2 separate regions of the Sus scrofa genome follow, and region 1 is linked to region 2. Evidence: chromatin contacts called from public Hi-C data. All regions are on one chromosome and are shown on one strand. Each heading gives the region's core, a stretch centred on a gene start, on an enhancer-like site or on the middle of the called end of the contact. The rest is flanking DNA. Distances are from core to core; before and after follow the strand shown. Region 1 holds the start of PRELP (prolargin). Region 2 holds the start of FMOD (fibromodulin).

Region 1 (6,677 bases), core at 2,996-5,495, 120 kb before region 2:
CCCGAAGTCACACCGTCTTATGTTCCTGTCTTCTAGAACTTTCTGTCCAGTCATAAGCTCCCTTAAGGTGGGTTATAAGCTTGTGTGATTTTTAAATTTCTTGTGCCTCTGCATGCATACCTCTCCACCTCTCAGCTTTCTGCTGGGCTGTGCTCACTGCTTGGTCTATGAACTCACGTGGCCCAGCTAAAACACCAGCCTCCTGCAGCCCTGTGTTCTCCTAAGTCGGCTCTCAAAAAGCTGCTCATGCTTGGGGGAAAAGCAATTGCTTTGACTAATCCCAAATTCACTCTCTCATTTAAGAACATTTCCTAAGAGAGTTTTAAGTTCAAATTTCGATTCCAAGTACTAGATATCTGGGCTTGGATCCTGGCTTTGACACTTCTTCCCAGGCCCCAGGCTCCTCAGCTATGTGAGGATCCAATGAGATCACACACATCAAGGCATATGCTGTAGAGCATAAAATCTCTACAAATGGCAAGGGTTTTGTTTATTCAATTGTTCGTGTATAAAAGATCATATTCTCTAGAGAGACTGATTTTTAAAGTGAGATAGCCAGGTCCCTGTTTAGGTCATCAATTCATTCATTTAAGGTTCAGATACCCGGGACTCTTGCAATGATGAGCCTCAGGGACGGGCCGGGTGTGCGAAGTCCTTAGGGCACATTTAAGGGTAATTGGCTTAGTTTGGGGAGAGTCTGGGATTGGGGTTGGGCTGGGAGTGAGGTTGGGTGTGTTTCCCTGGGTTGAAGAGGATGACTCCACACTACTTCTTGGTGTTCTTCTTTCTCGTCAAATTTCCCATCTAGCTGGTCACCCTGAGCCTCCATGGCTTAATGCAACCAGTGACCCCACACAGAGGATGGAGCTGCCCCTCCCATAGAGCCACACCCTTGGACCTTGTGATGACCCTCTTTCGTTCCCTCTTTCTGTCTAAACTCAGACTTCTGAAAGCCATCCTCCTCCCTTGATCTCTTCCTGAAACCCCGAAGGGGGTTGGAAGCCAGGAAGATCAGGTGGTCTCTCTCTCTTGTTAGCAGAATAGTGAGGCAGGTCCTCCCAGGCTGCCTGAGATTCTTCCAGGGCCTCCAAGTGGGGCTGGTGGGGTCTTGGGGTAAGGAAAGGGCTGAATGGAGGCGTCACAAATTCAACACATCATTGATGCAATTGTCCCTTTCCTGGGGAGTGAAATCAATATAAGGCTGAGCCTGATTGGGGCAGCGGCAGGGAGAGCCTCGTGGTTCAGATGAGGCAGGGCACGCAGGGTCTCGGCCCGTCTACTGCTACCCAGTGATGAGACCCTCTTCTCAGCCTCTGATTCCTTATCTGTACAATGGGGGTCATGAAATCTTCCCTATCCCTCTCTTCCTCACCCAGTTGTTTTCAGAAATAAGTGGGTTAAGTGACTTGAACATGTGCTGCAGATCAAAAAGTGCTAAAAATAAATATAACACTCTTAGGAAAGGACCATCCGTCTCTCCAGGGTCTATCGCAAGGCCAAGTGTAAACAGAATGTTTTTTTGGCCTCAAGCCACTAGTCCAGAAGAGCAAGTTTTCCTTTCCAAGGGTCCGGGGAAGAAGCAAGGGTGAGATGTCTCTTGCTTGCCGACAGGCTGTCACCTCACCATATCCTTTTCTCTGTTTCCATCCCCTAGCATCTCCACCCTCTGAAGAAAGCTTGTAAGAATCTTCTGGTGCTTTGGGCGCTTGTAGACCTGGGTCTCAACCCTGCAACTCTTTAGCTGTTAGGTGGGTGCTCTTGGGAAATCTCTTACTTCTACCAAGCTTCAGCTTCCTCATCTGTAAAATGGGCATCCTAACACCCATTTTATTTTGAAGTAAATGCATAAATGTGTGAAAAATGAGTGCTCAGTGAATGAGAAGCTATAGTTCACATTATTTTAAAAATCACAGAGTCTCTTTCCTTTCAGCTTGGCCAGAGGGCAGCCCTCTGGAAGGCAAGGATCCTTGCAGGTGGGTACAGCTCGTGGATTTTCCCCAACTCTTCCACACAGAGCAACTTCTTCCCCTTCGGGGCCTGTGATATGACACCTGGGTCTCAGAACCAACGAATTAGAGAGATAGATGTCCCCAGCCATTTGGGGAATGGGGAACATTCACTCTGTTCCTCCAACTCACCAGCCCCACACTAGACCTTCCTGCAGCAGGTGAGAGGATGTTGGCCAGGGATGGTACAGTCTCATTTCCTCAGGTGGCCATGGTGTCCCACTGCGGTTCATGACTTCCCCTCCCAACCCTTTGCACCTGGCTTTTTGGCCCTTCCAGCCTCCCACATGGGCCCCATAAATGGGGCTGCCCCTCTACCCTGTGTGAGCCACCAGAACAGACAGCTGTTTGGGGGGATCCAGAAGGGATGGGGGCCCAGGGCAGGCAGATTAGTAGGCAAGGGGAAACATAAGCTCTTTGGAACTACTTTGAGGGAATTTTCTTTCTGGAATGTTCTCCCTTTATCTGGCTGCCAATGCTTGCCTGGAGAAGGGAGGTGGGATGTTCACAAGAGAGCTTCCCTTTTCCCTCAGGTGCTTGCTTCTACTCCGCAAAAGAGGGTGGCCCGTTTGGAGCACTCTGGAGCTCCTCCATCAGACAGTCCTTGTCCAGGATGCCACATAGGCCTTCTGCCCAGATAAGACTGCCAGAAGTCCTGGGCTCTTCCGTCCCACATGGGACTCCCTCGGGCCCCTGGTTCAGATGCTCTCAAGTCCTAAAACAACAACAGATTCCTGGGTCTCGATGCAGTGGTTCTGGAGCAAGGGGTCTATGTTTTTAGTACGCACCCCTCTCCTCCACCCCTGCCCCCAGATCAACTGTATTGAGAAAACTTAATCTGGCCCATGCCCTGCCTGCCATGGGACAGCTCTTTCTCCTGGAGTGAGGTGGTGGGTAGAAAAGGTCCACCCTCTTTGGAAACAAGCTCCATTCAGTTACCCACTTTAGTTTTTCCCCTCCCTGACTGATTAAGGAACTACTGTCCCTTTTTCTCTCCCACAGGGACCTCTTGCCAACCTGGGATGATTTTGAAGTGGCTTTAAAAAGAAATATGCCTGCAATAAAAATGAAATGCTTTGCCCCCAGAGCTGAGAATTATGACCTCCAAAGCTTGGGAGCGGGGTTGCTTTCTTCTCTTTCTTTCCAAAAGACAAGTGGCTTGGACCAGTGAGACTGAGAAAGTCAGAGGTACAGGGAGGACACTGTGCAGATGGGAAAGCTATTTTTCCCTCCCCTGCCTAATTAAGTTCTAAAGAGCAAAGACATCCTTCCAGCTTTTGCACTCGTTCATCCCCTTCCTGCTCAGGCTGGACGCAGGACACATGATTTCTTTTGGCTCCACCATCACAGTGGGAAAATGCACTTTCCCTTTCCTTGTACAGTTGGGGAGGTGTGTGAGAGGGTGAGAGACAAGAGGCAGTGTGTGTGTGTGTTTGTGTGTGCGTGTGCGTGTCCCTCCTGGTGTCTGGTCACTATGTGGTCTAGCGCTGCACCTCCTGTGCAGCCAGAGTGGAGGTGAATGGACAGGATGCCTTTGTACTGTGTGTGTAGTTTGTGTGTGTGCATGTGGAGTGGAAGCGTAGCCTCTGTGTGACACGTGTGTATGCCTGTGATGGTGTGTGACAAAACGTGAAAGGTTCAGAGAAATGGGTTCTAGAGTAGGGTTTCTCTGGGAACCTGATTTGTAGAAATGCTGTGTGTGGTGTTTGTCTGCCCTACAACCAACACCCGTACCAAGAAAGTTTAACTTTGCAGCAAAACAAAGACATGGATAGAGAATGATGAAGAGAAGAAAGAGGGTGGAGAAGAAATGAGGAAGAATTAATTTGAGTTCCTTTGAAAGGAGAGATGTTTGGTGGGTGGAAGGAAAAGATAGAGACTAGATCAATAACAAGAAATAACAAATGAGGAAGAATTAATTTGAGTTCCTTTGAAAGGGGAGACGTTTGGTGGGTGGAAGGAAGGAAGGAAAAGATAGAGACTAGATCAGTAACAAGGTTGGACGGAGCAGGAGACTGGCTGGAGGCAGGAGTCTTCCTCCCCATCTCCCACTGGGCTTACCTGTACCACCTGCCTCTCCTCTCAGCTCTGGGTTTAGTGTCCGGCAAGGCTCCCTCTGATTCCCCCCACCCTTTGGTGGAGCTGTGGCAGCAGAGAGCCAGCTGGAAGTTCTGATCTCCTTGTGGTGTGTTCGTGCTCGAGTTTGCCTGACTTTTCTTCCACTGGATCCTATTGGGGTGGGGAGGTTAGGTTAGGGGGAGGGACAGGCAGATCCAGATCGTAAGGAGGGAGAGGAGGACGGAGGGAGGGGGGAGGAGGGAGGGAGGAGAGAAGAGAGGGAGGGAGCTTGGGAAAGGAGGAATGACAACAATAAAGTCTTTATTTAGCAGCCAAAACTCCCAAAGACTTCATCCACACACCATGCCCACTAACGGACTCGTTTTTAATAACATTTCCTTCTGCTGCTGCTTCTGGGAGGGAGATTGTTTGACCCATGTTTGGAAAGCAAGCCAAATTAACAGAGGAAAAGGAATGAAAAGCAACTTCTGTGCAGGCCAGGACTGGATGGCTGGGTCCAGCACCAGACTGTTTCATTCCTCCTCCTAACAACTGTCTTGCTTCTGATGCCCTTCACTGCCCGTGTTCAATTCCCAGATGTGAGGGGTGTGGGATGTTTCCTTTAAGCAGACACAATTCTTCCCCAGGTTGCCTTCTCTGAGAGGTTGCTAAGGGAATGGAGTCTTGCTGTGCAAGCTAGCCCAGGACTGAGCCTTGGTTTGGGATGCTCTGAGAACCAGAGAGGGAAAGTCTGACCTGGGATTATACTGCAAAGGCAAGAGAGTAAAAATTTGCTGTAAGACTTAAAGTCACTGTCCATGTGGACAGTGCCAGCTTCTCCATGTATATTGTACTCAGGAGAGATTTGGGGGCCATATAGTCATCACACAAAGTATATGGGGGAATCCCAGGGTCCCCTGTCCATGTCATCCCATTCAAGTAAGACCATTACCTCTATCAGTTCTCTCAACCAAAAACTACAACACACTTATAGCTGTGTTAAGTAGCTGCCCATCAAAACTTCCTGCGACCTCAGTTGACTACTTAAAAAACTCAATGGGATTTACTTTTTCTATCATCAGTCCTTGGAGAGCTGCTGAGCCCAGTGATGGGAACTCCCTTCTCCCTTCCCCAATCTGGCAATAAAGGGAAGAACAATAAAATTAGGATCAGCCGTCCTGGGCTCTGCCTCTTATGAATTATGTTGATCTTGGGCGAGTGAGTCACTTGATCGTGTGGAGCCTCAATTTCCTCATCTAAAAAATGGGGATAATACCTTCCTCACAGTGTTGGGAAGATTAAATGATATAAATATGAAAGCATTTTACAACCTGGGAAGATGTTAGGCTTTGGGAGGGGGATTATGATGAATGGTATCAGACTGAAAAACAAGGAAGAAAAAATAAAACCTGCACCTTCTTTTCCCATCCCCCTTCCACCCAAAATCTTGTGCCTTCCACACCGGCTGGTGAGGTCTTGCTGGAGGACAGTGTGTAGCTGCTGTCCATAGTCATTGACCCTGGGTGTGCTGGGACACTCACTCATGCATTTAGTTTTTCATCCAAAGTGTACATGTCCCCTTCTGCAGACTGAGGACATCAGACCCTAGCTTTGCTTGTTTCCCTTGGTGTGGTAGGTGGTCAGTAGCATTCAAGTAAGGTGAGCAAGGAGTTCCCATTGTGGTTCAGCACTAACAAACCCAACTAGTGTCCATGAGGACTTGAATTCCATCCCTGGCCCTGCTCAGTTGGTTAAGGATCCAGTGTTGCATGAGCTGTGGTGTAGGTCACAGATGTGGCTTGGATCTTGCGTTGCAGTGGCTGTGGTATGCTATAGGCTGGCAGCTGCAGTTCCTACTAGACCTCTAGCCTGGGAACTTCCATATACTGCACCTGCAGCCCTTAAAAGCAAAAAAAGAAAAAGAAAAAAATAAAAGGTGAGCAAGATACCATGAGGTTCTGGGAGGATGAGCAAAGGTGGGGGTGGGTGGGGTTGGACAGGGTGCAGAAGTATGATTTGTATGCATTTCTGTGGGGTTTGTCTGAATCCCCAGAGTCTATGTTCCTGGGCATCGATGATGACCAACTCTAAGCTGATGCGTCCTTCCATCTCTCCAGAGTTTCCCCCTGGCCGAGGCTATGCAGAGAGAATTGAAAGGAGGAGTGGAGACGACCAGGTGGATATTCAGAAATGTCTAGAGTAGAGTTGACTAATTGGTGATCTACTACTATGACTTGAGGACATAGTGTTTTTAGATAGCCTACTAATAAACTTTTTACTATGGAAAAATTTAAATATACACACATTTATACAGAATAGTGTTACTAACTCCCATGTACCTAATACCCAGCTCCAACAGTTACCAATTCATGACCCATCTTGATCCATCTGTGGCTCTCACTGTCATATACCCCACTGGTATATTTTGAAACATTGATGTATTTTTAAATTATATTTGACAGAACAATGTAAATCAACTGTAAGAAAAAATTAAAAATAAAAAGTATAGTTAATTTACAATGCCGTGACAATTTCTGCTCTATAGCAAAGTGACTCAGGCATACATATACATACATTTTTTAAAATAATATTTTCTATCATGGTCTACCCCAG
Region 2 (6,492 bases), core at 3,901-6,400:
ACCATTAGCTCATTTGCAGAACAAAGGGGGATGTCATGCCATGATTCACTGAATGACCAAACCGTATAGGCCTCAAATTAGGTTATCTCTCTGCTTCCGTCCTCATTTAGGTAACTCTTCCTAAACTAACCTCCCTTTCCTCACTCAAATACACTCATACTTTCCAGAAGATGATCTTTGGACTCCATCTTGTATGTCATCATCATGTTAATAATACCAAGCATGAGGTAAAAATAAGTGATGCTATCCATTAAATGAGAAAGGTTGTTCTCTGTCTTATTTTTTAAGAGCTCATTAGAAGGAAATTCTGAAACCATCAATGCATTTCCCAGAGCTTGGAACTTGAGGTCCTTCTCCTGTTGCACTTGAAAGAAAACAAGTCTTCACCCGGGCTCCAACATCTTTGTCTCATCTTCTGGAAAGAGGAGACTATCCATGATGAGGTCTCCTAAAAACCCCTCAGTGCCAAGGGAATAAGGAAAAACATTTCCCTTGGAAACTCTGGACACCACTGTTGGGTGCCAATGTAGCCCGGACTTTCCATCAAAGCCTCAGACCAGTAAACAATCTGTCTCTAGCATCAAGAGATTTCAAGATGGGCGAGAAGCAGGGTCTGGATTGTATCACCATGATCATCTCTCTGCTGACCTCTTTACAGGCAACTCGACAATTCTGTCTGGGTGGATTTCCAGTCTTATCCCTCATCCCTTGGTTTGAGATCAGAGACCGTTTTATAAAAACAGTTCCTTTTCCGTCCTGTGAAGGATGAAGAAGAAGGGTTTGGCAGCTAAAAGAGCATAACTGTGTCTTTGCTGGTAGGAATTTGAATCAGCAGTCACCTTGTTTTATGTGGATGGGGTGAATCCAACATCAGAGGCAATCAGCTTTGGAGTTTCTGCTGTGGTGCAGTGAGTTAAGGATCCAGTGTTGCCACAGCTGTGGCTTAGATTGCAGTGGTGTCTCAGATTCAGTTCCTGGCATGAGAACTTCACATGCCTTGGGCGCAGCCAACAACAACGACAACAACAAAAACAAAACCCTGTACTTTTCAGGTAAAGAGGAAATAGCAATGACCTGAACCCCTGGAAAGTCTAATTGACCTGAGGGCCTAAGGGTTTTTCTGGCCTGGTTAGTGGTGGTTATTCCACCAAGCACTGGATTCTGAAGAGAGGCAGACTCTGTGGGGAGCCAAAAAAAGCAGTTCATCTTATAATCCTTTATTGGTTACCTTCTAAGCACCAAGCACCATGTGCCCAGCTGGGCAGAGGGGCTATAGAAATGAATAACGTAGCCTCTCTCTTAAGTTTGCTTGCCAACTAGTAACTGGGTAGTGCTGGCTTGACACCTCCCAGAAGGCACCAGTGTCCCAAGTGCACCTCCTTTACATGTGGAGTCCTTTGGCAGTCTGGGAGACATCAGGATCCCCTACTTGGTTCTGCACATTGGAAACCAAGCCCTGAGGGCCTAGATCCAAGAACCAGGCAAACAGAGAGGCGGTAGTCAAAATGGAAGTTAGAATCCATTGACAAAGGGATTTTTGAACAGTAGCTATTTCCCTGAAACTCTGTCTCCTGACCTGGTCCCAATCATTCCTTCCTTCTTTTCCTCCTCCCAAGCCTACCTTGAAATGGGATGGATGACCAAAGGCCAAGTGCAAATCCTACATGGGGATACTGTGTTTTTTTGACGGATTTTCATTGGAAAGAATCCCAATCAATGTTTGGTCTCCAGATTCTACTGACTTCCACTGTTAGTAAACACAGTATTATTCAGCATGCCTGGAATTTTAAAAAATTAACATCTGTATTTAATGGGTGGATCTGTCCAAGCTATACAGGCCCAGCTAAGGAGTATCTCTCAGGCTCACCAGTGTTTTCTATTGAAAAGTGATGGCTTTCTGGACTCAAAAAGTATAAGAAAGTTGTCTGTGCATTATTTATAACCAACTTCACTCTTGCCTCTCTTGTGAGATCAGAGTTTGCTTCATATACATCTACTTTGGTTTTTTGTTTGTTTGTTTGTTTGTTTTTTTGGTTTTTAGGGCCACACCTGCGGCACATGGAAGTTCCCAGCCTAGGGGTTGAATCAGAGCTACAGCCGCCAGCCTACACCACAGCCACAGCAAGGTGGGATCTGAGCCTCATCTGTGACCTACACCACAGCTCACGGCAACCCAGATCCCGACCCACTGAGTGAGGCCAGGGATCGAATCTGTATCCTTATGGATACCAATTAGATTAGTTTCCACTTCACCACAATGGAAACTCCCACATCTGCTTAATTTGAAAAGGTATTATATCAAAATCTTTGTGTCCCCAACACTTAAGAGCATGTCAGGCACAGAGTACATGCTTCTATGTATTACATTGAAAAGAAGTATGTGGGAGGTCAGGAAAGGAAACCTCTCATCTTTATACTCCCCTGTCCCCAAGCAGCTTGGGCCCTTGTGGTTAGCTGAGCTTCAGATTAACCAAGTCAGTCAGCCCTGACAGCAGGGTGGGGTCCATCACCCCTCCGCTCCACCAGTCCTAAGGCCTTTTCCTGTCTTTGGAGTCATGCAGGTCAAAGTTCAAATCTTTGTTTTGCCACTACTCAGTCACTTTTATCTCTGAGCCCCTATTTCCAATGCAAAATAGCTATTGTAATTAAGTCAGATAATGTAAGTAAACCTTATAGTAGGTAGTCAGCAAAGGCCCATTCATTTACTCAATCTTTAAAAAAAAACTCTTTGAGGGGAGTTCCCGTCGTGGCTCAGCGGTTAACGAATCCGACTAGGAACCATGAGGTTGTGGGTTCGATCCCTGGCCTTGCTCAGTGGGTTAAGGATCCGGTGTTGCCGTGAGCTGTGGCGTAGGTGGCAGACTCGGCTCGGATCCCGCGTTGCTGTGGCTCTGGCGTAGGCTGGCGGCTACAGCTCCGATTAGACCCCTAGCCTGGGAACCTCCATATGCTGTGGGAGTGGCCCAAGAAATAATAAAACAAAACAAAAAAAACCTCTTTGAAATTCCTGAGGAGATTGGGTCCCTAACAAGGACCTATCATATTATGTCAACAGTTCAAACCTATTGGAGCAACCAAAAGTGCTATTCTTTAAAATTCAAATTTTAAAATCTTCAAATTCAAATCTAAGGCTTTTTCAATTTTTTTTTTTAATAATGTGTGTTTCACATTGTGCATTGTTGGTAAAAATGTAAAGAATTTTGTGCATTGTTGTTAGAAATGTAAAATGGTTTTTCTGCTATGGAAAACAATACGGCGATTCCTTAAAAAAACTAAAAATAGACCAATTCCACTTTTGAACATGTAACCAAAATAATTAAAAGCAGGATCTCAAAGACATGCCTTTACACCCATGTTCATAGCAGCATTATTCACAATAGCTAAGAAGTGTAAGCAACACAAATGTCCATTGACCAATAAATGGATAGACAAAATGTGGTATGTAGCCATACGACAGAGTACTATTCAGCCCTTAAATGAAAGGAAATTCTGACACATGATACAACATGGATGAACCTTGAGACCATTATGCTATGTGAAATAAGCCAGTCACAAAAAGACAAATACTGTATGATTCCACTTATCAAAGTTATGGGTAGTATTCAAATTCAGAGAGATAGAAAGTTTTTTTCTACTCTGGATGGTTGCCAGGGGCAGAGAGAGAGTGAAATGGGGCATTTTTGTTTAATGAATGCAGACTGCCAATTTTGAAAGATGAATAAGTTCTGGAGACTGGTTGTACAATATTTAACACTTCTGTTAAGTGCAGTACTTAACACTTCTGAACTGTACACTTAAAATTATGATAGTAAATTTTATGTGATGTGTAATTTACCATAATTTAAAAAAAATTAAAGGGATGATTCTTGGATGTTGGCATGAGACAATTTGTTGAAGAAAGAGCATTTAGGGTACATGGGTACATCTAAGCTACTGAGATGCTAGATAACCCAAATTCTTCTAGCCCCTGAACTTCAAATTCAGACTCATATATCTGACTGCCTGCATGTATCCCCATGCAAAGGCCTAACAGGCATCTCTAACTTAGACCCTGTCCCTCCCATCTTTCTAACGTCAGGAAACAGCGTTAGCACCCACTAAGTTACTCAACCTCAAAATCAAAGGCTCATCCTTGACTGTCCCTAACTCCCTATCTGGTCCATCTTTAAGACTTGTCAGCTCTTTGTCTAAAAATATATTATCCTGGATTTCCTGCTGTGGCGCAATAGGATCAGTAGTGTCTTGCGAGTGCTGGGACTCAGGTTTGATCCCTGCGCCTCACAGTGGGTCAAGGGTCTGGCGTAGCAGCAGCTGCAGCTTAAGCTTAGGTCACAACTACAGCTCAGATCTGATCCCTGGCTCGGGAACTCTGTATGTCAAGGGATGGCCAACAAATAAAATAATAAAAATACACTATTCCCTTTTCACTGCTGATCTGCCATTAGCTCTCAAGGAAGCTGGGCAAGAGGCTCCTGCTTCCAGTTTCCTCCTTTTCTCCACACAGCAGACTCTCCCATGTGCTTTTAAAAATGTGAATCTGATCCCTTCACTTCTTCTGCTTAGAACAAGTTATTTTTTAAACATTCCAAATAAAATTTAATCCATTCCGTGGCAAAAAGTCTAGCCCCCGCCTGCTCCTCCGACCTTATCCTCCCCTTACTCAGGGTCTCTATGTCTGTAAAATGGGTACAATGCTCTACTACAGAGTGAGCATCAACCATATTCTAGGCCAACTATATTCGTAGCTTACAGAGTCCTTGCTACAACAAGGTACTTGTTATTAGCCCAAAGATCATTGCAAGGATTAGATGAAAGTGTATGATGCTAGCAAATGATCAACAAATATAAGAGTCCCTTTCTTTCCCTTTATCCAGGAGGGAGAGAGAAACTCTAAAGTCCAGATGAGTCTACACCGGTCACAGATGGAGCTGGAGCCAGAGCCAGCTGTCTTTGTGCCCTGCTCCCTTGTTCATAAGCCTAACCCCCTGTCCGCAGAGAGTGTCTGAGCCCAGAAGGATGAGCACTCGCTCTCCAGGGGGACAAGTGGGTTGCCTAAAGAGTTAAAATGCCTCTTCCCCAATCCCAGCCCTCCCCTTCCCTGCATCTGCCTTTGTGGGTTTAATGAGAAACCCAGGCACTTTGTGAGAGACTGTACAAATAACTTCTAGGGCGCCACTAACTCGTTCAACAGAAAGAGACCCAGAGCTGCCAATGCTTTAGGGAAGATAAGTGAGTGGAAAGAAGGTGGTTTTTACAGCGTCAGGCCGTCAGAAGTCAGAAGGATTTTGCGCGGTTGAGTGTGAGCTCCGCCCCTGCAGCAGAGCTGAAGAAGCCAGGATCCGGGCTCCTCAACCCCTCTCTTCACAATATTTGATTAGGAATTTGGGGGCGGGCCCTGGTCTGGCACAGACCCGCACACTCTCAGTAGACGCTCACTCCTCTCCCTCTCACACGCTCTCCAACCAAGGAGGCCAGACAGAGGGACCTGATCACTCTCTGAAAGGTTCAACTCGAGGTAAGTCAGTCATTTTACTTCAGTTTTTGTCCCTGGTAGTTCCCTAAAGGAAAGGGGCTGGGGAACAGGAAAGGGCCAGGAGGGAGGAGTCATTCCTCTTGGCCCTCTGGGCTGAGTCCCAGGATGCTGGAGGGGGGAAGGGGAGTAGAAGTAAGGGGTTCCAGCATGCTACTTTTGTTCTCCAGCTCCTCTCTGGTTGTTGGGGGGCCTCCAATTTCAGGCATGAAAAAGTGAAGGGCCAGGTACCTAGGGGAACCTTCTCTGTCTACTACTTGTAAATTCCAGTGTCCCAGCCTTGTGTCTCTCCTTGTGTTCTCCCTTACAGAGAGGTTGTGGTGCCTGAATGCTGTTATGAGAGCAGAGGGGGAGTTTTGTGTAGTGTCTCTGTGTGTGTGTGTGTGTGTGTGTGTGTGTGTGTGTGTGTGTGTGTGTTGCTGGGGTGAAAGGGGAAAAATAAAGAGAAGTGTTGAGAACTGACCATGGCCAAGAAGCTGCGAAATAGGAATCCAGTTCAGGTTAGGGGATAGCTTCTGGTTTGATGTCTTTGACTCTGACAGGAGGGAGAGATGGTTCTCTAGAATGGAGAAATGGAAGAACAGTAGCCCCTGAGTAAGCTCCCTCCAACTTGCCAGTCCTAGGAACTTTCCATCTCACAAAACTCTGAGCACAGGAGGGTCTCTAGCGTTGGGGATGGGGGTGGATTCAAGAGTATACAACCCTGGAGCAACACTGCTAAGAGATAAGGGTGGGGTAAAGAGAGGCATAAGGTCCCCACCAAACCCTTTTAGTAGTCATGACTCCAAAAGAGAAGCCAAAGTGGGCAGGACGCATAGTCCTGGAAGATCGAGTCTTGAAGAGGAAGGTGGCTTTTGTCTGCCAAGGTGCCTCGTCTGGAAGGGGAAATGGAGACAGAGGCTCACTGTGCCAGCCTCCAGACAGCCACCTTGGTCCTGCAGCAGCCCAGGGCTGTGCATGGA

What was found. Hi-C and Micro-C count contacts between places; a contact is called where the count stands out from the background.
Region 1: a Hi-C map of skeletal muscle shows a contact between it and region 2, with 4 times the contacts expected there. The contact joins the promoter of PRELP here to the promoter of FMOD in region 2. A contact is called at or near these places in 2 of 5 promoter capture datasets (fetal liver and liver), 29 of 47 Hi-C or Micro-C datasets (adipose tissue, alveolar macrophages, blood and 14 more) and 2 of 2 datasets of contacts at active chromatin or transcription factors (alveolar macrophages and skeletal muscle).

What each region holds. Positions count from the first base shown.
Region 1 is chr9:64,188,550-64,195,226 of Sscrofa11.1, reverse strand. It overlaps PRELP (prolargin), which reads right to left and starts at 4,245. Exons shown (of 3, transcript XM_003130106.4): 1 at 4,068-4,245. It overlaps LOC106507842 (a long non-coding RNA gene), which reads left to right. Exons shown (of 3, transcript XR_001304135.2): 1 at 1-67; 2 at 1,931-1,973; 3 at 3,009-4,058.
Region 2 is chr9:64,072,511-64,079,002 of Sscrofa11.1, reverse strand. FMOD (fibromodulin) reads left to right here and starts at 5,150. Exons shown (of 3, transcript XM_003130105.4): 1 at 5,150-5,515.